Linked DNA regions of Mus musculus: regions 1, 2, 3, 4, 5 and 7 are each linked to region 6. The links are chromatin contacts, called in public promoter capture Hi-C maps. All regions are on one chromosome and are shown on one strand. The core of a region is the stretch at or near the end of the contact, and the rest is flanking DNA. Distances in the headings are between cores, read along the strand shown. Region 1 holds the start of Tcp11 (t-complex protein 11). Region 2 holds the start of Scube3 (signal peptide, CUB domain, EGF-like 3). Region 3 holds the start of Taf11 (TATA-box binding protein associated factor 11). Region 4 holds the start of Slc37a1 (solute carrier family 37 (glycerol-3-phosphate transporter), member 1). Region 5 holds the start of Pknox1 (Pbx/knotted 1 homeobox). Region 6 holds the start of Cmtr1 (cap methyltransferase 1). Region 7 holds the start of Ilrun (inflammation and lipid regulator with UBA-like and NBR1-like domains).

What was found. Promoter capture Hi-C pulls out the DNA fragments that hold promoters and counts their contacts. Capture Hi-C pulls out chosen DNA fragments and counts their contacts.
Region 1: a promoter capture Hi-C map of liver shows a contact between it and region 6, with 2.4 times the contacts expected there. The contact joins the promoter of Tcp11 here to the promoter of Cmtr1 in region 6. A contact is called at or near these places in 2 of 39 promoter capture datasets (liver and pre-B cells).
Region 2: a promoter capture Hi-C map of liver shows a contact between it and region 6, with 2.3 times the contacts expected there. The contact joins the promoter of Scube3 here to the promoter of Cmtr1 in region 6. A contact is called at or near these places in 2 of 39 promoter capture datasets (liver and pre-B cells).
Region 3: a contact with region 6 is called in a promoter capture Hi-C map of liver, with 3 times the contacts expected there. The contact joins the promoter of Taf11 here to the promoter of Cmtr1 in region 6. A contact is called at or near these places in 1 of 484 Hi-C or Micro-C datasets (CD4 T cells) and 3 of 9 other capture datasets (adipose tissue, liver and pancreatic islet).
Region 4: a promoter capture Hi-C map of liver shows a contact between it and region 6, with 5 times the contacts expected there. The contact joins the promoter of Slc37a1 here to the promoter of Cmtr1 in region 6. A contact is called at or near these places in 3 of 39 promoter capture datasets (liver and pre-B cells) and 1 of 115 datasets of contacts at active chromatin or transcription factors (embryonic stem cells).
Region 5: a promoter capture Hi-C map of liver shows a contact between it and region 6, with 3 times the contacts expected there. The contact joins the promoter of Pknox1 here to the promoter of Cmtr1 in region 6. A contact is called at or near these places in 2 of 39 promoter capture datasets (liver and pre-B cells) and 1 of 115 datasets of contacts at active chromatin or transcription factors (astrocytes).
Region 7: a contact with region 6 is called in a promoter capture Hi-C map of pre-B cells, with 3 times the contacts expected there. The contact joins the promoter of Ilrun here to the promoter of Cmtr1 in region 6.

The regions. Positions count from the first base shown.
Region 1 is chr17:28,079,380-28,082,079 of GRCm38.p6, forward strand. Tcp11 (t-complex protein 11) reads right to left here and starts at 1,260. Exons shown (of 10, transcript NM_001085555.1): 1 at 1,196-1,260; 2 at 780-926. The coding sequence starts at 900.
Region 2 is chr17:28,140,999-28,143,698 of GRCm38.p6, forward strand. Scube3 (signal peptide, CUB domain, EGF-like 3) reads left to right here and starts at 1,311. Exons shown (of 22, transcript NM_001004366.2): 1 at 1,311-1,612. The coding sequence starts at 1,528.
Region 3 is chr17:27,906,465-27,909,164 of GRCm38.p6, forward strand. Taf11 (TATA-box binding protein associated factor 11) reads right to left here and starts at 1,280. Exons shown (of 5, transcript NM_001379368.1): 1 at 1,037-1,280. The coding sequence starts at 1,207.
Region 4 is chr17:31,294,823-31,297,522 of GRCm38.p6, forward strand. Slc37a1 (solute carrier family 37 (glycerol-3-phosphate transporter), member 1) reads left to right here and starts at 1,402. Exons shown (of 20, transcript NM_001242427.1): 1 at 1,402-2,093. It overlaps Gm30139 (a long non-coding RNA gene), which reads right to left and starts at 39. Exons shown (of 3, transcript XR_001782201.2): 1 at 1-39.
Region 5 is chr17:31,563,478-31,566,177 of GRCm38.p6, forward strand. It overlaps Pknox1 (Pbx/knotted 1 homeobox), which reads left to right and starts at 1,296. Exons shown (of 11, transcript NM_016670.3): 1 at 1,296-1,411.
Region 6 is chr17:29,659,210-29,661,909 of GRCm38.p6, forward strand. Cmtr1 (cap methyltransferase 1) reads left to right here and starts at 1,386. Exons shown (of 24, transcript NM_028791.6): 1 at 1,386-1,562. All of the region lies in intron 7 of Gm28043 (predicted gene, 28043), which reads left to right.
Region 7 is chr17:27,819,154-27,821,853 of GRCm38.p6, forward strand. It overlaps Ilrun (inflammation and lipid regulator with UBA-like and NBR1-like domains), which reads right to left and starts at 1,389. Exons shown (of 5, transcript NM_001033279.3): 1 at 1,024-1,389. The coding sequence starts at 1,181.

The DNA of each region.
Region 1 (2,700 bases), core at 10-2,509, 1.6 Mb before region 6:
CTCTCCAACTGCAAGAAGCAGCCAGTTCCGCCCAGAGCACTCCGGAACAAGGAGGGCTTAAAGAGTAGAGATTTAAGTGTGGCTACAATTCTTAAAAATTCAGATTGCCCCCCTAAAAAAAGAAAACTGCAACACAACAAAGCCAACGTGTTATACACAGTTCCAAATTTTTACAAAAGGAATTTGATTGTATACTCAGGAGTCACTGTACCTATGGATGCAACAGCCATTGTAAGAACTGTTTCCAAACCAGCAGCACCAGCACGCCCTGACCTTGAACCCCACAGGCCAGGTTCCTATTTGGATACACAACCCCAGCCCGAACCCAACCCACCCCACCCCACCCCTCCGGGTACACCTGGATCTTGTCTCAAGTCACAGCGTTAAGCAGCAGCGACCCCGCGTGGCCACAGAGGAGAGACTAACTGTCCAGCGTCACAGGAAATCCATGGCAACGCTTGTGCGGGAGCATTTGAAACGAGGGGGAGGGAGGTCCGGACCTGCAGTCCCCGCACTTGGGGGACCCTGCCTCAAGCAGATACCTAGCCTGTGCGAGCTCGGGGTCCCGCCGAGGTGGCCCTTTCCCGGGGATGGCGGAAGCGGTGCCCCACGCGTGACCGAGGGGAGCTTCGCTCGGGCGGAGGGCTGGGGACACCGGGAGGTCGGGCCAGTCCGCAGTCCTCCGTGGCCCACGGGACCTCGTGGCGCCGTCTTTACCCCGCGCCCCTGCGCGGACCCTGGGGTGAGGGCGGCCGTGCTCGGGCGACGGTTGAACCTACACGATCGGTGCCCCTGGGCGCTGCTCGCGCTCTCCCGGGTGTTTCCCCCGCGGGATTCACGGGAGGCGCTCTCTGCCGCGCCGGGCTCCTTCCGGGCCGCCCTCTCTTTCACGTCTGGCATCCTGGTGATGGTGGTGGTGGTGGTATCTGTGTGGTGACAAATGTTGGGGGCTCGTCAGGGCCAGGGGGGACCAGAGCTGGCGCAGGAAGAAACTGAGGCCGCAGCCCCGACGGACGCCCCTCCCCTTACCCCTCTCCATCCCTCACCACCCCTTGTCTCTCCCTCTCAGTATGCCTCTTCCCCTCACCTCCTCTTCCCCTCTCCCTTCCCCTCTTTCATCCCTTCCCCTCCGTGGCTCACCTCCGCCCTCCCCCTCCACTTTCTCCCTCCCCTTCCCTCTCTCCACTCAGCTCACTTCCTTCTCTGCCGGCCCGCCCGCTCTGGCTGGCTGGGCGGCACGGGGTGCGGGTGGGCTAAACCACTTGGGGGGATGAGGCAGGGGCGGCGTGGCTGGGTGGAGCCACTGAGCCCCACGTCGATGCTGTCACACACTCCACATCCCCACCCTGCGAACTGAGCAGGAGTGGGAACGCCCGGTGTTGCCAAACAAACAGCTTAGGTGTCCTGGCAACGAGGCGCGAGGCGCGTGGCAGCCCTCCCCACCAGCATCGCGACCCGCCACCGACCATCTGCCGCCACCTTGGGTGAGACCGAGACTGGGGCAGGACGGTCATCCCTATTGATTCCAAGTGTCAGGATCTGGGGCTTAGGGGTAGCCTGCAGAGCATGCACAGGGGTGCTAGCCTCGAACTGCTGACCCTACAGCCTCTGCCTGAGTGCTGGGGTCACCCGTGTGAGCCACCACCAAGGGTTCATGTAGTGCTGGGCATGGAAGGGACCTCATAGGCTGAGCTCCATTTCCAGATTCTTAAAAAAAATGGAGGGTGAGGCCTGGAGAGATGGCTCAGCTGTTAGGACCACTGGCTTTCTTCCAGAGGACCAGGGTTCGATTCCCAGCACCAACATGATGGATCTCGGCCATCTGCCACTCCAGTTCCTCGGGATCATACTTCCTATATTTACATATATTTACATACACGCAGGCAAAATACCCATACATATAAAATTGTCTTGTTTTACATATAACATTCTCTTGTGTTTTTTGCTTTTTTCCCAAGACAAAGAAAGTTTCTCTATGCTGCCCCAGCAGTCAGGGAACTCTTCTGTAGACCAGGCTGGCCTCAAACTCAGATCTTCCTGCCTCTGCAGGGATTAAAGTCTTTTAAATACCCACGCCTTGGGTTTGGGGAGAGAACATGGAGAGGGTGTTTTTCCCTCATATTCTTTCTGGCCTCTTAATTACTCTGACTTGAAGTCATCATAAAACCTATGCAAATGCATCCCATCCATGCAGTACCCCAGGCGTTCAGAAGAGGGCGTGCGATCCCCCGGAAATGGCTGTACCGCCTGATGCCGCTGCTTTGCTTGCCAATCCCTGACTTTGGAAAACCTGAAAGTAACGGTGCAGGCCTGTCACCCTAGCTACTGGGGAGACTGAGGCAAGAGGACAGACTGGCCAAGGCCTGCTTGGACTACACAGTTCCAGGACAGACGAAGCAACTAAAGTTTAAAGACAAAACAAAGCCAGATAATGGGTGCAACTTAGTAACAAAATGCCGGCCATGTTTGAGGGCCCAGGTTCAGTTCCAATACTGCAAGGTAGGATTTACTGAAAAGAATTTAAGGTTGTAGCTTGGTTGGTATCCCTGGGTTCAATTCTCACCGACCACCTAAACTATCTCCAGCACATACTAAGCTTCCTTCCTCCCTCCCCATTGTGCTTCTTGGAATTTCGGGGTGTGCTTCTTGGAATTTCCCTCCAGGTGGTCAACGGGGACGTGAACAGAAGCTACGCAGTGA
Region 2 (2,700 bases), core at 61-2,560, 1.5 Mb before region 6:
CTAAAGGGAGGGCTCAACTCTTCTCCAGGGTAGGCAGGCGTCTGCTTACAGAGCCCACCCCCACCCCAGCTGAAGCCCGCTGCCAATGCCAAGGGTTTGAGGACTGAGTCATCTTTAGGGAGACCTTGGTCATTGCCCAGTTTTCCTGGGTACCCTGGGATTTTTTTTTTTTTTCCTGCACAAAATTGGCTCTGAAGCAGGCAGGACTCTGAGGCCTGGTACAATTGGCTCAGAGCGACTAAAGGGATAGGGGGAAAGGGGACAGTGTCCAGGACCCAGGGGAACTTGCTCCATCGGCAGAGTGTCTCTACTTTAAACCTAATCTCTGCTGCCAGTGAGGTTAGCACTGGAAGCCGGTTTGGAGAGATTGTACAGAGCCTTTGTGTGTGCCAAAGATGATCGTGGGGTAGCTTCTACCGGTGTGCTGAGCACTAGACAGTGCATATGGGAGCCACGCCGAGAAGGGCGTCTCAGCGGGCTACCTTCAACGCCCACAGAGCCTGCCCTTGGAGCCGGGCAGTTTTAGCCAGGACTCATCTGAGTATGAGGATTGTGTCCAGAGGGTGGGAGTGACTTTAGGGCTAAAGGTTCGGAGGACGTTCCTTGGACCGGAGTCCCAGCCCATCTCTGTTCCGAGGTGCAGCCCTTCCAAGCTTTCTCGACACCTCGCGCCCTCTTTGTCTCCCCGCCGAGGTGCGCGTGCAGACCTTCGCCGTTCGGCCCTCCTGACGTGCGAGCGCGGGGGGCGCACCCTCGGCTCCCCCGCTAGCTCCCCACAGGGAACGAGCGGACGAGCCGGAGCCCCGGTGCTGTTTGGTCTGGAGCGGAGCGGGGGCTTGCATTGATCCATTGATTGTGCGCGGTCTGCGCCTGACCTCCCTGCTCCCGGGGAAGCCGTCTCCATGGAGACCGGGCCCGCTCCCCCAGCGCCGGATTGTAAATTCCTGCAGGCAGCGGCCCGGCAGCCTGGGGAGGGGGCCGCGCGCCCGGGCGCGCAGGGGGAGCGGCCGCCACGCCGAGGCCCCCTTTGAAAGAAAAAAAAAAAAGGGCACGAAAAAGGAGGTGGAGGAGGAGGAGGACGGAGAGGAGAAGCAGGAGGGGCAGTGGGAAGGGGAGGAGGAAGAAAACGAAAAGGAGCAAGGAGAGGAGGAGAAAGAGGAGGAGGAGGAGGAGAAAGGCGAAGAAAAACAGACGGAGCCCGGGAGACGAGAAAGCAAGGGAGGAAGAAAGAGGCAGAAAGGGCGTGTTTAGGCGCTACGTCTCCCCTCCCCTTTCTCAGGTCCCAGCTCCGGCTCTGCGCGCTCGCTCTCAGGCTACAGCTCCCCGCGGGCGAAGCTGGGCGTCGGGTGCGATAGCCCGGGCCGCCCCTCGGGCCGCCGCCCCGCGCCTGCCCGCGTTCCCCACCGCGCGCTCCCCACGCCCAGCCCGGAGCCTCCGCGGGGCGCCTTCCAGTCCCCTCCCCCTCCTCCTCGCGCCCTCCCCGGGGCTGCGACACCCCCGCGGCCCCGCCGCGCGGAGCTCCAGGCCATGGGCTCGGGGCGCGTCCCCGGGCTCTGCCTGCTCCTCCTGCTGGTCCACGCGCGCGCCGCCCAGCATGGCAAAGCTGCGCAAGGTAAGGGAGGCGCGGTGCGGGATTGTGGGGCGGCGGGGCGGCGGGACAGAGGGGCGGCGGGACGGCGGGGCCCGAGCCACCAGGGCAGGTGTCTAGAAGTGCGTGGCTGTCAGGACCCGGCCCTGTGCCCCCCGACTCTTCGGCCAGTGGGGCACAGGGACGCTAGACCTCGGGGCGCTGCGCGACAGGCAATAGCGCCTGGGGAGGGGGGCGGCCAGCAGAAAGGAGCATGCATGCACTTCTGCCGGCTTCCCTGCCACCATCTAGCATCTTCCTCCGAGGTCAGAGAGAATCTTCTCTCAAACATTGCCAGGGACTCCACTTTGGAGCTTGAGACTGAGGGAAGGAAGTTTTCAACTCTGCTATACGCTTCGTAACCTCCTCCCCTGCCCGCATGAGGCAGAGTCAGGCCGAAATTTCGAAGTTACCGTCTTATCAAGTCGAAGGATGTTAAAGAAAAACACCTCTTTCGCGGTGAAACCGACTGCCTGTCACAGAATAGTAGGAGCAGTAGGAGAAAATGTCTGTGACTGCCTTCTGGCACGAACGTTGCGTTTCTGCCTTTGGGGGGGGGGAATCCCTTTCGTCTCGCATGGCTTTCATTTCTTATCATAATATTTATTTATTAAGGCCTGGGGTTTCCAATTCCATTTAAATCCAGGTTAGAATTGCATTAAAATAACAAAGTAAAATTCCAGGCTGGGAGCTCTGACAGATCCCTCTAGGAATTAGAGGGAGACTGGGAGGCCCTCCTGCCCCGGTCCCTGACCCCGCGCTCCTGGGCCAGCCAGTCCCAAGGCTGCGCTGGCAGAAACCAGGCTGGTGTCCCACAGTTCTCTGGGGACAGCCTCCCCTCCCCCCATTGACCTGCTGTACCCCTCCCCCCACGCTGTCCTCACCCAAAAGAGATTTATATGGACAAAAAGAAAATTCCTCTTAGCAAGATTTTGCCTGGGGAGGTAGATTCTGTCTATTGTCCTGGGGGTTCCTGAAGCCAGCCAGGGATGAAGAGGTGTCTGAGTCAGGAGGAAAGTTGAACTTGGGAGTTGAGGAAGTCGTCGAGTTGTCTGGCAGTCAGTCAGTCGGGT
Region 3 (2,700 bases), core at 30-2,529, 1.8 Mb before region 6:
GAATGTGCCAGGCACATTACACGGCAAACAAAAATACACAGGCAAAACATTCATATAAAAAATATTCTTAAAAACCCACAATTTTTCAGTTACTACGGACATTCATGTGTGTGGGTTTGTAAGTGGACAACTTTGTGCAGATAGTCCGCTTCTACCTTAACGTGGGTTCTGGGGATCAAGCACCCTGACCTGCTGAACAATTTCGCCTGCCCTAAGCTAAAAACGTCTTCAAGATGTTTACTATTTACATTTCTCCTCACATAAACACTTAACCGTTTTATTCACAAGAGTGATCCAAACTCTGTCCTAGCCAACTTACTATAAAATCGTAATACATCAAAACTCATTAATGAGATTTAATGGTTCCTTTAAAATGAAAGGTATGTCGGGAAGTGGTGGCACATGCCTTTGATACTAACACTTGGAAGTCAGAGGCAAGGGGATCTCTGAATTCGAAGCCAGTGTGGTCTATAGAACCTGAGTTCCAGGTTAGCCAGGGCTACCCTGTCTCGAAGGAGGAGGAGGAAGAAGAGGAAGAAGGGGAAGAAGAGAAGGAGAAGGAGGAGGAGAAAGAAGAAGGAGGAGGAGGAGAAGAAAGAAAGAGAGGGAGAGAGAGAAAGAGAGAAAGGAAGGAAGGAATTCATATTTAAACTCATACAGAAATATGGAGAGGGGGAGAGAAGGCATTATCTATCTGACAGCCTTTCTAACTTACTTTCCACTATTGATCTACGCGTGTTTCTAACCTTTGTGCTTCAGATTTTCAAATTTATTTGTCCTTAACCATTTTCTCCTCGTCTTTTATCTTCTTGTCTCCTCCACCTTCCTCCTCAGCCTTCCCCCAAAAGGAGCTGGAGTACAAGCAGGCCTGAATAGGGCTCTAACAGCACCTACACCTTCCCGTTCCCTCTCCTGCCCCTCAAGGTTGCAGACTCACAAACAGTCGTGGGGGAATTCTAGTTCCCTGGCTTTGGAAGAAAGCAGTCAGGAGCGCACCCGGGTAGTCCTGCAGCGTTATCCACCAACTTCCACCTACCTCGCTTTCCTCCGCCGCGGCTTCTTTCAAGTCCGCGTCTCCATCCCTGTCGGTTTCCTCCGGGATTCCCTCAGTGTCGGCTGCCACCAAAGCCCCAGGAGTAGCCCTCGTCTCCTCTGACTCCCCTGGCTCCCCGCCTTTGTCTGTGGGCGACTCCCCGAGGTTGTCCATCGCGAGAGCAGGGGGTCAGAGGCGATGGCAGCACCGCCGGGAGAAGGAGCTGTGGAGCGGAGCTGGAGCTGAGGGCTCGTCGTCGCGCCGCGATGACGTCACGCCCACGGATCCTGGGAGGGGTCACTTCCAGAAGCGCGTTGGTTGCCCAGGGGATTCATATAAACGGAATTTGTTTTAATGTGAAAGAAATGTAGAAGTCTAGATCCTCCGCTTCAGGGCAGAAGCGTTTTTGAAAGAGCGTAATTCGTTTCCCGAGAGACTTCTTTTTCCTTCTTTTTCTTCTCCTTCCTGGGAATGTAATGCCAATTAACCCTTCTTTAACTTTACTCCTTCAGCCCAAAGTCGGGGAACAGGGAGAGAACTCGGTCCCGCTGCTTGTTGTTGCCGTGGACTGAGCAGCTTCCGGCAGCGACCTAACCTCGGATTTCCCAAAGAACTAAGACCACCGGCTTGTGTCCACCAGGGAAGTTTCCCTTCTGTTTCGCAAGCATCTCTAACGCCAACAGAAAGTATCCAATGGTTTCATTTAACACTTCAAATATTGGCCACCTGCCTCGCGTCAGAACAGGCTAGTGTTGTGAGGGAAAAACAGAAAAAAAAAAAAAAGTCATCCTTTCCCAATTACATTTCCCTCCTTAGTCCACCAATATTAAAAATTGGAAATGGTTCCCCAAATCTGACTTTTAAAATGTCTCTCATGACAACTAAGAGAAAGAAGGTCTCTTCTGACTTTTTCTGAAGAGTTAGTAGGATGGAGTGCGAGGATAGTGTCTGTTAAGAGTTCTTACATTTTTTTTTCATGTGTATGGGTGTTTTGCATGTAAGTCTGAGCTCCACATGCGTTCGTGGTACCCTGGGAGGCCAGCAAAAGGTGTTACATCCGCTGGAGCTGGAGTTACAGACTGCTGTGAGGCGCCACAAGTGATGGGAATCAAACCTAGATTCTCTGGCAGAGCAACCAGTGCTCTTAACAGGGAACCACCTCTCCAGCCACCCCCGTACTCCCTCCCCCCCCCCCACCTTTTTTTTTCTGGAGAGAGGGTCTCACTATGTAGCCTTGGCTAGCCCGTAACTTGCTTTGTAGATCAGGCTGACCTTAAACTCACAGCGATGCAGCCAGCGGCTTCTGCTTCTCGACTGCTGGGACAAATGGCAGTTGCCACAATGCCAGTCTAACTGCAGAAGTAAAACTCTCAGGTCTTCCCTCCAGGAGGCACCAGAGGGAGGGATTTTTCAAGTCTGGTTCTAGATCTCCGCGCCTATCCCGTATTGAATCTATGCGTTTTGAATGGAGTTGAAAACAGAGGTACGCGTTACCCCCTTTTCTTTTGTTTCTACGGTGCCAGGAACAATGACCGCATTTCCAGTGCCATGAGGTCCCAAACCTTTGGGAAGGCGAGCAGTTCGGGAAGCTCCTGCAGGCGTGCCGCCTCCGATCTCCGCCACCTGGCGAATGGGCGGGTCCGCTAGGCGTAGACCGCGCCTGCGCC
Region 4 (2,700 bases), core at 152-2,651, 1.6 Mb after region 6:
GGAAAGGCCTTCTAAAAGTGGTCAATCAAGTTGGGGAGCTCAAATTTTACTTTGGCTGGGGTAGTTTGGGGCAGCTACAGAAAACAAAACAAAACCACGGAACACAGGCATAAGGGCAAGGGACTCTTGAGCAAGCTTGGTGATGGCAGGCCTGAGAACTAGTGACATGGGGAGGAGGCGCCTAGAGTAGATGTAAGCGTCCACTTGAGTTGCTGCCTACAAGGAATGGAGAGTTAGGGAGGAAAAAAAGGGGGGTGGGGTGGGAAACATCTAGCCAAAGGAACAGGGTAGAGTGGCCAGAGTTCCCCGGCCACTTCTATATGAGATGTGGGTGCAGGTGGCTCAAACAGGAAGTCAACTTTGCTTGTAGGGTACAGAACACTTCTCAAAAGCCTGTAGATAGAAGTATGGCTGGGCCTTCCCCAATTCAGCAGACTGCGTTCGCGCTTGTGGCGCGGGTGGGCTGTGGGGAGGAGAGTGAAGCTGTGGGCCGCCTGTACACCAACCAGTCTGAAGAGGGCGCTAGTTACCCCCGCCAAACACTCCTCACCCTCGCCCTGGCTCTCTCTGTTCATGCATCGGGTTGGTTTTGGTTTAGGCACGGTTTTACCCAGTGGGTGTTCCTAGGAAGTTGTTTTCCTGCCTGGTTTTGCTGTTCCAGGCAGGTGCTGATCTGCGGCAGGGGGCTGAGCGGCAGGACTGGCTTTGGATGCCAGGCCAGGCCGACACGTGGAGGCGTGAGGCAGATGCCCTTTAGAAAAGTAATCAGGCCCTTCCCGGACTTTCCAGGATCAATTCTTGGCAGGAGGTGTGGGGTTTGAAAGATAATTATCCGGAATTGACCAGGAAGCTGTGTGCCAGGGCACTTCTCATGACCGGGGTGGCTGGCCTTCAGGACTTAACCATGCAAGCCATTTATCACACTGACACAGGTGCGGTACCAGGCGTGTGCCAGCTCCATTTGTAGCATACCGGATGCTCTTGACTCTTGACACTTGATGTGGTAGGCCGAGAGAGGCCATCCTCAGTCCAGGACTCCGAGGGAGCAAATCTTTACCTCGGAACTTGTCTATGTCGCTGGCATTAGTAAGGTCCGCCTCGGGGACAAAAGCCTGGTGGTGGTGAGGTCCCCTAGGAGCTAGCGTTTGGCTGCTGGGCACCATGCCAGTAAGAGCCCGGCGTCCTGCGGGGCCTAGGAGAGCATGACAGGCAGGTGTGGGGACCCAGGAACAGCTAGAGGATGCTCCAGCTGAGCATCTCCGGGCTGTGTGCGATCTGAGCATCCCTTGGGCGCGCGCGGGGCCGGGGTCAGGGGGCGCGCGGGAGAGGGAGGAGCCGCACAGGGTCGGCGTTCACAGGGCCGGGAAAGTGAAAGGGCGGCCGCTCCAGGAAGTCGACGGCAGGAAGCACGCGACGCGGGCTGCGGAGCGCAGGTAGGCGCGGGGACAACGGAGGACCCTCCCCAGCGGCGCTCACCTGCCAGCCGCCACGCACCTGCCGTGGGCCCCGCTTCGGCCTCTCCGCCGTTTGTCTCCCTCTGCTGTGTGGCTGGAGAGCCGGGGACAAACCAAGCGCTTTTCCTAGAGTGGGACGTCTTTGAAGTAAGGGCTCCTAGAGTGGCCTTGAGAGACAGTGCGGGGGCGATCCGGTGCTGGTGACGTTGAATTCCCGGGGAAAGTGGAAGCAAAAGGTTCCCTGAGACCCGGGGGCTGGGGTCGCCTAGCTGTGATGCTGGGTCCCCTCCCGGCCCCAGGCCGCGAGTGACAGCTGTGAGAAGACGCCTGCCGGAGACCCAGCGCTTTGTCTGCTGCCGCTCGTAGGGGACGTGGGCGTGCCTGTAGCCTTCACCACCCGGCCAAGCGGCTGTAGGACCTGGGAGGAGGAGCCGGCTCGCAAAGCCCTTGGGAAAGCTCTCAGCCAGCACCCTGGGCTCCGGTTGTTTGTTTGCTAAAAGAACTGCTTCCCGGAGCCCGGGCTCTGTGGCCAACGCAGTGACAGCCACCGTCTGGGCGGTAATAAAGGGTTTAAACCACCGGAAAAGTCCCCCAGCTCCGCGCACTTAGGGTCCACCCAAGGATCTTGGTGGCCCGCAGGTAAAGATTTGCATTTGAACGGAAGACCCTCCCCTTGCTCTTGGTTTAAATTCTTAAGGTGCTTTTTCCTGGTCTTTAGAGCTCTCTGCACCTGCCTGCCTCCCTACCTGCCTTCTCGCCCTGGAACTTAAATTGCGTGAAGTTGGGCGAGTTGGTAAATATATTATTCGGCTTTACACAGAATTCCCTCTTTTGGGGGTCCTGTTTGCACCCTGAGTTCCTGGGAGTATTGTTACAGGTCTGGTTCGGTGGAGAACACCCGGGGTGCGTTGTTTGCTGTGAGTGGGCTAAGAGCTATGGTGGATAGAATTCTGACTCCTTGTATTTAAGCTCAGGACAAGTGAAAATAACAGTTTCTGTTTATCTCCCACGGCCAATGGAGCCTTTAAACGCTTAGAAAGGGCTCGATTAGAGGAGTTAGTGTTTGTCTTGGTTTAAAACAAAACTCTTGAAGCTTTTGGAGGGAGTTTGGTTCCCAGGTTTGCCCTTTTATAAAGTGCCATCATTTTGACAGGTTGCCTTAGGCTGCCTTGATGTTGCCTGTGTGCTAAAGACTGGAAAACCCCCCTTGGGGCATTGCTCTTGCTTTTGCTAACTCCCACCCACT
Region 5 (2,700 bases), core at 46-2,545, 1.9 Mb after region 6:
TTAAACCTGGTAAGGTTTAATGTGTGTTGGGGATCCCACCTAGGGTTTTGTGTATGCTAGGTAAGCACTCTTATCAGCTGAGCCATATCTTCAGCTCCCAAACCCAGTTTTTCAAATTTTAATATTGTTGTTGCTATTGTATGTGGACAAATGTGTGTGCATACCACACATGTGTTGGTAGTTGGTTTTCTCCTTCCACGTGGGTTCTGTGGTGAACCGAACTGTAGCTACAAAGAGAGTGATGCCTTGGGGTGTCTGTGGAGCCTTGAGGACACAGGAGGGTGTCCTACCAAACACATGCTGCGGCTTCCTCAGGCCCCTTCCAGCCAACAGTCCTGGGGTACAAGGCTCCTCCTGAGGAGTGTGGGGTCATCAGAACCGCTTTAATCTGTGTACGGATGAGAAGCACCGATCACACACTCAGGCGGCCACTGCATAAAACTGTTGCCTAGACAAGCCAGGCAAATTGAGGGCCTCTTTCGCTCTGTCTTTTACTTCGATCAGTGAAGCCACGGGGCCCGGGGTACGCTGCTGCAGATGATCTGGTTAGGCAGAGCTTCAACTAGAGACAACACTGTCCAGTCCTCCTAAGGAAAGGTCTCTTTCTTTCTTTTTCTTTCTTTTTTTTTTTTTTTTTTTTTTTTTTTTTTTTGGCCTGGAGTCCTAACGGACCAGATGTCAGACCGCAGTCACTTCACGGTCAGTCAGGAGACTGCATCCATGGTTAGATCCCAGGGCAAACATCTCAAGCGCTCAGTCCTTCGGTCTTTAAAGATGAACGCCTACCTCCTCGCGCCTACCCCAGCTCCAGAACCTTGATTGCGAGGCGCCGCTCAGAACGAAGGGCTAGAGCCGGGAGGCCCAGAATCGCGAAGGTCCTCTGATGGTACAGCCCGTACTCCCCGCCTGAGCTGCAGATGGTTCCACCCAGTTCCACAAACCTTTATCCGAAGGGAGGGAGCAGACGAGTGCGCAGAGGAGGCGTGGTCTATAGCTCTCTGGGCCACGCCCCACGGCGTGGTCATGAAACATAAGCTCTGCCTCTGGGGCGGGGCAGGCTGCTACTGGCGCCCGGGCTGGGCCGCTGGGTGGGGCCTGGCTGAGTGCGCGCAGCGGGGCGGGACCGGCCTCTGCCCCGCCCCGCTTGGGCCCTCCCCCGCCCCCTGCCTCGCCCCCGCCCCACCCGCCCCGCCCCCCGCCCGCCGTCGCGCTGGGCGGGGGCGGGGCCCGGGGTCGGCAGGCCCCGCCCCCGCGGTGAATATTGATGCGGCGCGCATCGGCGTCGCCCTCCTCCCATTGAGCGAGGCTGTGTCGCGTGGCCCGGCGTCGGCGTGACGGTTGGACGCGGGCGCGGCACTGCGGGTCCCGATTGCTGCAGCCGCTTGTCAGTGTGATGAAGATTGGCACCCAGGTAAGCTGTCACTCAACCGCTCCGCCGCCGCCGCCGCCGCCGCTCTCGCTGCCGCCGTCCCTATCAATCACACCGGCCGAGGCCGCCGCTGCCGCCGCCTCCGCCGCTGCCTCTTCCGCCGCGGGCCAGGCGGGCGGTCGGGCGGGCGGTGCCCCGGGCCGCACTTGACCCGCGCCCGGGGCGGGGGCGGGGGCGGGGGGAGGGGTGCGCCGATGGGGGGAGGGGGCGCTGAGGCCGCGGCGCGGGGGCGCGCCCGGCTTGTTTTCCTGTGTGGGTTCAGGGGCGCGGAAATTTCTCGAAGGCGGCAGGGCCTCCGCGCTGGGCCCGCTCGAAGCGCGCGCCTAACCGTCGCTCACGGAGTGCAGCTCGCGGCTGCGGGGGCGCGCGGGCCGGCGGGGGCGCGCGGCGGCGGGCTGAGGGCCGAGGGCCGAGGCCCGGGGGCGGCGCGGCAGGAAGATGGCGGCGGGGTCGGCAGCCCAGAGGGGCGGCCGGAGCCGGTGTGGGGCTTCCCGGGGGAGTCCGCGGATGGTGACAGCGTGTCGCGCGTGTCCACGGCCCGTCGGGGAGAGCTTCTCGAGGAGCGCTTGGTCCGCTGTGCCTGCTCCGTGTGTATCTGAGAAGGGAAGCGGTGCGGCTAGGAGCACCGAGCCCGGCGACGTCGCGGCTCCAGGCTCCGGAGGCCGTAGCCTGCGCGGTCGGTCCCACCGCGCCAGCCGGGAGCGCGCGGGCCACGGGGGCCAAGATTGAGCACACATCAGGGATTCTGGATAGTTGAGACGTGGGTGTCGGCTCGACAGGGAAGCCTCTTCCAGAAGTGACTTGTTTTTGTTTTATTTTATTTTTTTTAAAGATGTGGGTGATTTCCACTAAAGGATGGAAGAACACGCCTCTAAGCAGGCCTCCTGTCATAGCACTAGAAAAATGAGCTTTCCCTAAACACTCCAGGGAAGGATTTGACTGAGGCGGGAACGCGTTGCTAGCACGCTTTTTGTTGCTCATTCGGTGTCCAGGTGAGGCAGGCAAGAGTCCCTAAACCCTCCCAGCCTGTGCGGGCCATCCCGTTGGCAATAGCGCGCTGAGTCTTAGATCCACCATTGTGTGAGGTACCGTTGAAGCTTAAGGTTCTTCCTGGAGAACTTTGGCCACCAGGGCACCAGGAGTTGATGCTCCTTAAGAGAGACCCCTGTGCTTTAGGATAGAACAAGGATGGCTGGGAAGATAGCTCGGTTCCCCCCCCCCCCCCCGCCCCCAACCAGCTCTGTGATTCAGGGGGCGGCAGTTTACATTTG
Region 6 (2,700 bases), core at 136-2,635:
TAAAAATAAAATCCTTTTTTTTTTTAAAAAAAGCAGCATTATGGGAGAACATATGTTGACATTTGAAGTCTCGGGGTTTAAGAGACAAACGCAGCTGAGAATGTCCAACAAAGTTATATTGGTCTGAAAATGGGAAGAGGAGTTAGAGTTACAGCCCATCTCAGTGCATATGGTCAAATGCCACAGATGCCATTATTTCTTTTAGTCTGAGGCATTGAGAATCAGATCTAGGATCTGGTGTGTACCGGACGAACAGTCTTGACACTGAGCTATGCCTAGTCCAATGTTAAATATGTCCTATGGAACAGGAACAGGTCTTTGACCTTGGCCAGTTTGTGTCTCTGACTGTATTCTTTTTTGTTGTTGTTGTTGTTTGTTTTGTTTTTCGAGACAGGGTTTCTCTGTGTAGCCCTGGCTGTCCTGGAACTCACTTTGTAGACCAGGCTGGCCTCGAACTCAGAAATAGGCCTGCCTCTGCCTCCCGAGTGCTGGGATTAAAGGCGTGTGCCACCACGCCCGGCTCCTCTGACTGTATTCTTAAATCTATATAATGACGATACTGTAGTAAGCTACCAAACTAGTTACGCCATGTTGTGAAACACTTTCTAGGATTTTTTTTTCCCACTTTCCAAGTCAGGGTCTTACAATATATCCCTGGCTGTCCTGGAAGTAGCTATGTAGACTAGGCTGGCTTCGAACTCACAGAGATATGCCTGTCTCTGCTTTCTGAGTGCTGGCATTAAAGGTGTTCGACACTACCACCTAGCTCCTAAGAATACTTTCATTGCTAAAACTATTTTGGGCAAAAATTCGTCTCCGGTCACTTCGACCAGTCATTAAATCTTATGCTAAACTGGTCTCTTGATCAGCCATAAATTTCTATACCATGTGATTGTGATTCTGACCTAAAGGTTAACTGCCTGACCATTTAATTGTTATCACTCTGCTTCTGAAAAGAAAAAAAAAGCAATGTTTGCTTGTTGCACATGTTTGGAGCTGCCTTTCTGTATACATCACAGTTGCAGTCCTTGTCTTTAAAATGTCGAACAAACTGGAGGTCCGAGGGTGCTTCCCGCTCCTCTGCCTGAGACAGCCCCACCGGTGGTAATAAATAATAAAGACTCCACATGATTTATTAAGACATCTTGGGAGTTTTCCTTCTTCAGGTAATCCATAACAAGATGAATAAACTGAGGTGAAGTATTGATTTCCCTTCTTTAGGGCGAGAGTAGACAAGGGTTATTTTCCTAGTGGCTTTTCTCTGCCCCCCCATTCTTTCGCGGTCCCCCTTCCGCGCAGGCGCCTCGGGTCCTGCGCGCTGTGCGACCTGGGCAGTTCCCCAGGGCCAAGCCTGAGCCCAGCGGGGGCGGGGCTGGCGGGCTCGTGACGTTATCAAGCGGCGCCGCCCGCGGGGCGGGTTCCGAGCGCGACCGCGCAGCTAGCCGGCCCTGCGAGGAAAACGAAAGTGAGGGAGGAGGAGGTTGCAGGGCCAGCCTGGGCGGCGACAGTGGCGGCCTGGTCCCTCGTCTCCGCTCGCCGGCTACTCGCCCCATCCCCTCAGCGTGAGTGCAGGCGCGCGGCCCCGGGGGTGCGAGCGGGCGGGCGCACGGGCACAGCATCCTTCCCCTGCGGCGGCCGCTTTGCCCGCTTTCGGGTAGCCTCTCTCTGCTCCTGCCCCCTGTCTTGTCCCCAGCAACCTCTCGGAGCCGAGGTTGCCGCTGCTGCTGGTCGCCGCGCACACAGTATCACACCTGACGTTTCCAAAGGAGAAGCTCCGTCGGGGAGATGGCGTTCCCTTCTTTCCCCTCTGCATACGGGGGTTAGCAGCGCTTAGAAGTGCCTGGTCACAGCGCGTCTGCCATTGTAGGTCACTCGATAGCCCTTTGGCCTTCCCCTGGCCGAGGAAATGAGAGGATTGGCTTGGATTCCCTGCGAGGCCCCAGTCGAAGGTGCTGTGGTGGAGGGGGACGTTCGTATCTGCCGCCTTGCCCTTCTACAAAGCTGTTTCCTGTTCTCTCACTTGCCCCATCGCAGACCACACTGAGTTCCCAGTGGCACCCCCCACCCCCGCTTCACCCACACCCACCGGGACGACTTAAGAGTTAAATGAGACCCATTTTATGTGCTGTGAAGCCTCAGCGATGAGCTTTCCAGTAGGCTCACCTATCTGTGATGTCAAGTAAAAATGTGGCTCCTCGGGCCTGGCTTTCTGTTGGCTCAGTCGCCTGGCTTTCCTGCTTTCCTCTAATAGGCACTGCTACTGTCACTTAGGAAATTGCCACCTGAGATTGGGATGATCGTACATTGGGTCCACAGGTTCATCCTCGGGCTGGAAATACGGAAACCTTTTGCTAGGTTTCAAGGGGAGGGATTGCTATATCCCTTCAAATTCCATTACTTTCTTACCTCGACTGCTGATGCTCATTCTCCCTCCACCCCAGCAAATATTTTGAAATAAGTTGAACTGGCTCTGATTTTCATAGACAATATTGAGTATCAGTTCATAGTCAAAACAACACATGGTCTTAAAACTATATGTCTGACTCAAACGCCAGAGAAGTCTGTTCTTGTATCCCAGCGTCCCTGTTCCCCAAAGATACCAGTGTACCTCCAACTTTTAAGTCTTTTCTCTTTTCTGAGTTCTTTGAATACACTACTTTTCCTGAAGATTTTGTAATTTTTTTTTGACTTTTTGAGACA
Region 7 (2,700 bases), core at 139-2,638, 1.8 Mb before region 6:
GAGTTTGTTCAAGGGATGCCAAGAGAAACAAGATTCCACACGTCAGGGCACTGAACGCTCAACACGGGGCAAAGGGCATGCACCCCCTTGCTTTTTGCTCAAATCCCGATTAGTTGCTTCACCTGAGAGCCTTTCAAAGGCCGTCTAATGGTCTCCAGTCTAATGGTTAAATTCCCGAGTGAACTTAACAATCCCTACTTGGAGACCAAGAGAAAGTATTCTTGCTTATCAAAAACAGCAAGTGCTGCTCTAAGAACCAAGACACACGTCGGTGCCTGGAGACAGCTCCACTTCAGCCTGTACAACCCAACTACAAGCCAGAACCCCTGGCCCCCAACCTATACATTTCTCAGTTTTCTGTCAACTAAGCCCATCCAATCAGTAAGCTCGTCAAAGTTCCCAAGGCCAAGCCTCTGCCCAGCACGCCAGTGTCTTCACAAAGTTCCTGCCTCCAAGATCAGCTTCCCTCCACTTTCTGAAGACTTTTCCCAGTCCTCGTCGCAGGCCTGGCGCTCCGGCGCCTCCATTAGATGTCACTTCTCCCTGGCACAACTCTTCCTTTCTCACCATACTCAGTTGATTATAATTTGTGTTCCCTCCGCCGCAAAAGTCGTTTTCGCCCTTATCTCCTCAAAGAGACACAAGATCTATTCTCAGCTCCGAGACCTCTCCCGCGCCCAGAGTTCGACCTCAGCACCTAACACACTCCCTCGAGTTTCCACACCGTTCTGTCATCCTCAGCTCCTACACTTCGCACCTATTTAAAAGGAAAACACTTCGCAACTCTCGTTTCCTGTGCTTTCTACTCCCAGAACACACGCTTTTCGCCCCAGATCGACTCCCCTGGCTTCCACCTCACCACTTCTCCCCTCTTCCCATGTTCTTCGGGCTCTGACTCCCTGCCACCTCCCGGCCTGGGCCCTGCCCTGCCCGGGAGTACTCCACGAGCGGGCTCCGGTGTTTTTGCCCTCGGGGCCGCGAGGCCGCTGCCAGCAGGATTGGCTCCGCGTGGGGCGGACTCACCAGTTGGTCATGTCCAGGAAGAAGGCGCAGCCGGCCGGGTTGAGCTGGAAGCCGAGTAGCCGCTGGAACTCGGAGATGAGCACGTCCTTGTCTGTGGTGCCCAGGCAGCTGAACTTCTGCATGAGCTCCGGATCCAAGTCCACGTCCATGCCCTCCATGGCGGGGGGCCCGGACGCACAGCTTCCACCGCCCCGACCTGCTTCTCCACGGGCGGCCGCCGCGCCCGGGCCCGAGCCCACGAAGGGCGGCCCGCTGCTGGCCGGCGCCGCGCGCACTGCTCCGAGACAGGCCCCAGGCCTCTCACCGCCTCATGGGCTGCGCGCGCCGCGCCGAGCCGCGCCGCACCGCACCGCTCGCTCCTCTCTCGCTGGCTCTGGGGCTCGCGCTCCCCCCCCTCCCACCCCCCCCAGCGCCCGCCTCCGCCGCCGCCGCTGCTGCCGCCGCGGTTCGCAGCACCGCCGCCTCCGCCTCCTCCCGGGCCGCGCCCAACGCGCACGCGCGGGGCCGCTCGGACCCCGCCCCTTCCTCTCCCGAAAGCCCGCCTTCAGTGACGTCATAACTCGGTGACGTCTCTCGCGTGACCTCACCGCGACAGAGCGGAGGGGGCAGGAAACGGGAAGCCGGAAAGAGCGGATACTGGGCGGGTCTCTGTCCTCGCCTGAGTCCCCACACTGCGTGGGAGGAGTCACGAGTCTGAGAGGTGCTTCGGAGACGAGCGACCCCACCCATGCTCAGGCTGGGAACCCGAAGTCGCCACAGGAACAGAGGCTGGGACTGGGGCAAAGGGCAAAGGGCAGCACAGAGCGGACTCTTGCTGCTCCGCTCTCAGGGGACTTAGTATTCAAACAGACATTTTCCCAAGGTCGCGGCGGTGCACGCTTAGTCTCTGGATTCTGACCTGAGTTTCTCATGACTGCCTATGTTACTATGCAACCTTAGCATTACGTTTCCAGAAAATAAAGGCAGCCTAATGCAAGCACCAGTTACAGGTCAGAGGAACCGATCCTCTGCAAAGAAAGGTCAATACCCTAGAATTTAGCAAATCTTGTTCTGTCTCTAAAATCCACGACCAAAAAAATGACTGTAGACAGTATCCAGTGTATCTACTAATGTGAGGCTCCATTTGAAGCTGAAGGATTAAGAAGCTCAGCTGTGGAGAGACTCATCTGCCCGTTCTGTCACCAAGTATTTTCTCAGTGTCACCTGTTAGATATGACTAGGTACAGGGATGGGGGTGGGTAAGAAACTGGGCAACTGGGGACTTGGCTTAAGCTGTTTCCCCGAAGGTATGAAGACCTGGGTTCCTGAGAGCAGAGATACTTCGCTCTTGCATATAAGGCCTGGCTGACAGCCAAGGGTGGCGGCACTGGGGAGGCAGGCAAATTTCTGTGTGTTTGATGCCAGCCAGAGATACTCTAGACCCTGCCTTTAAAAAATAAACCACCCCAGCACTCAAGAGGCAGAGGCGGGCTTTCTTCCTGGAGTTGCCTTTGATCTCATCCTCCTACCCCTACTTGCTGGGATAACTACTGTCACAACTACTTCTGAAAAGAGACTCAACTGAAGTCAGTGGGCCTGGGAGGAGGCTCAAAATCGCCTGGTGATTGTTATCATATCCAAATTTCAGAGCAGAACCTTGAGCAAATGCAGTTATTGCTGATAGTTTGCTCAACAGTT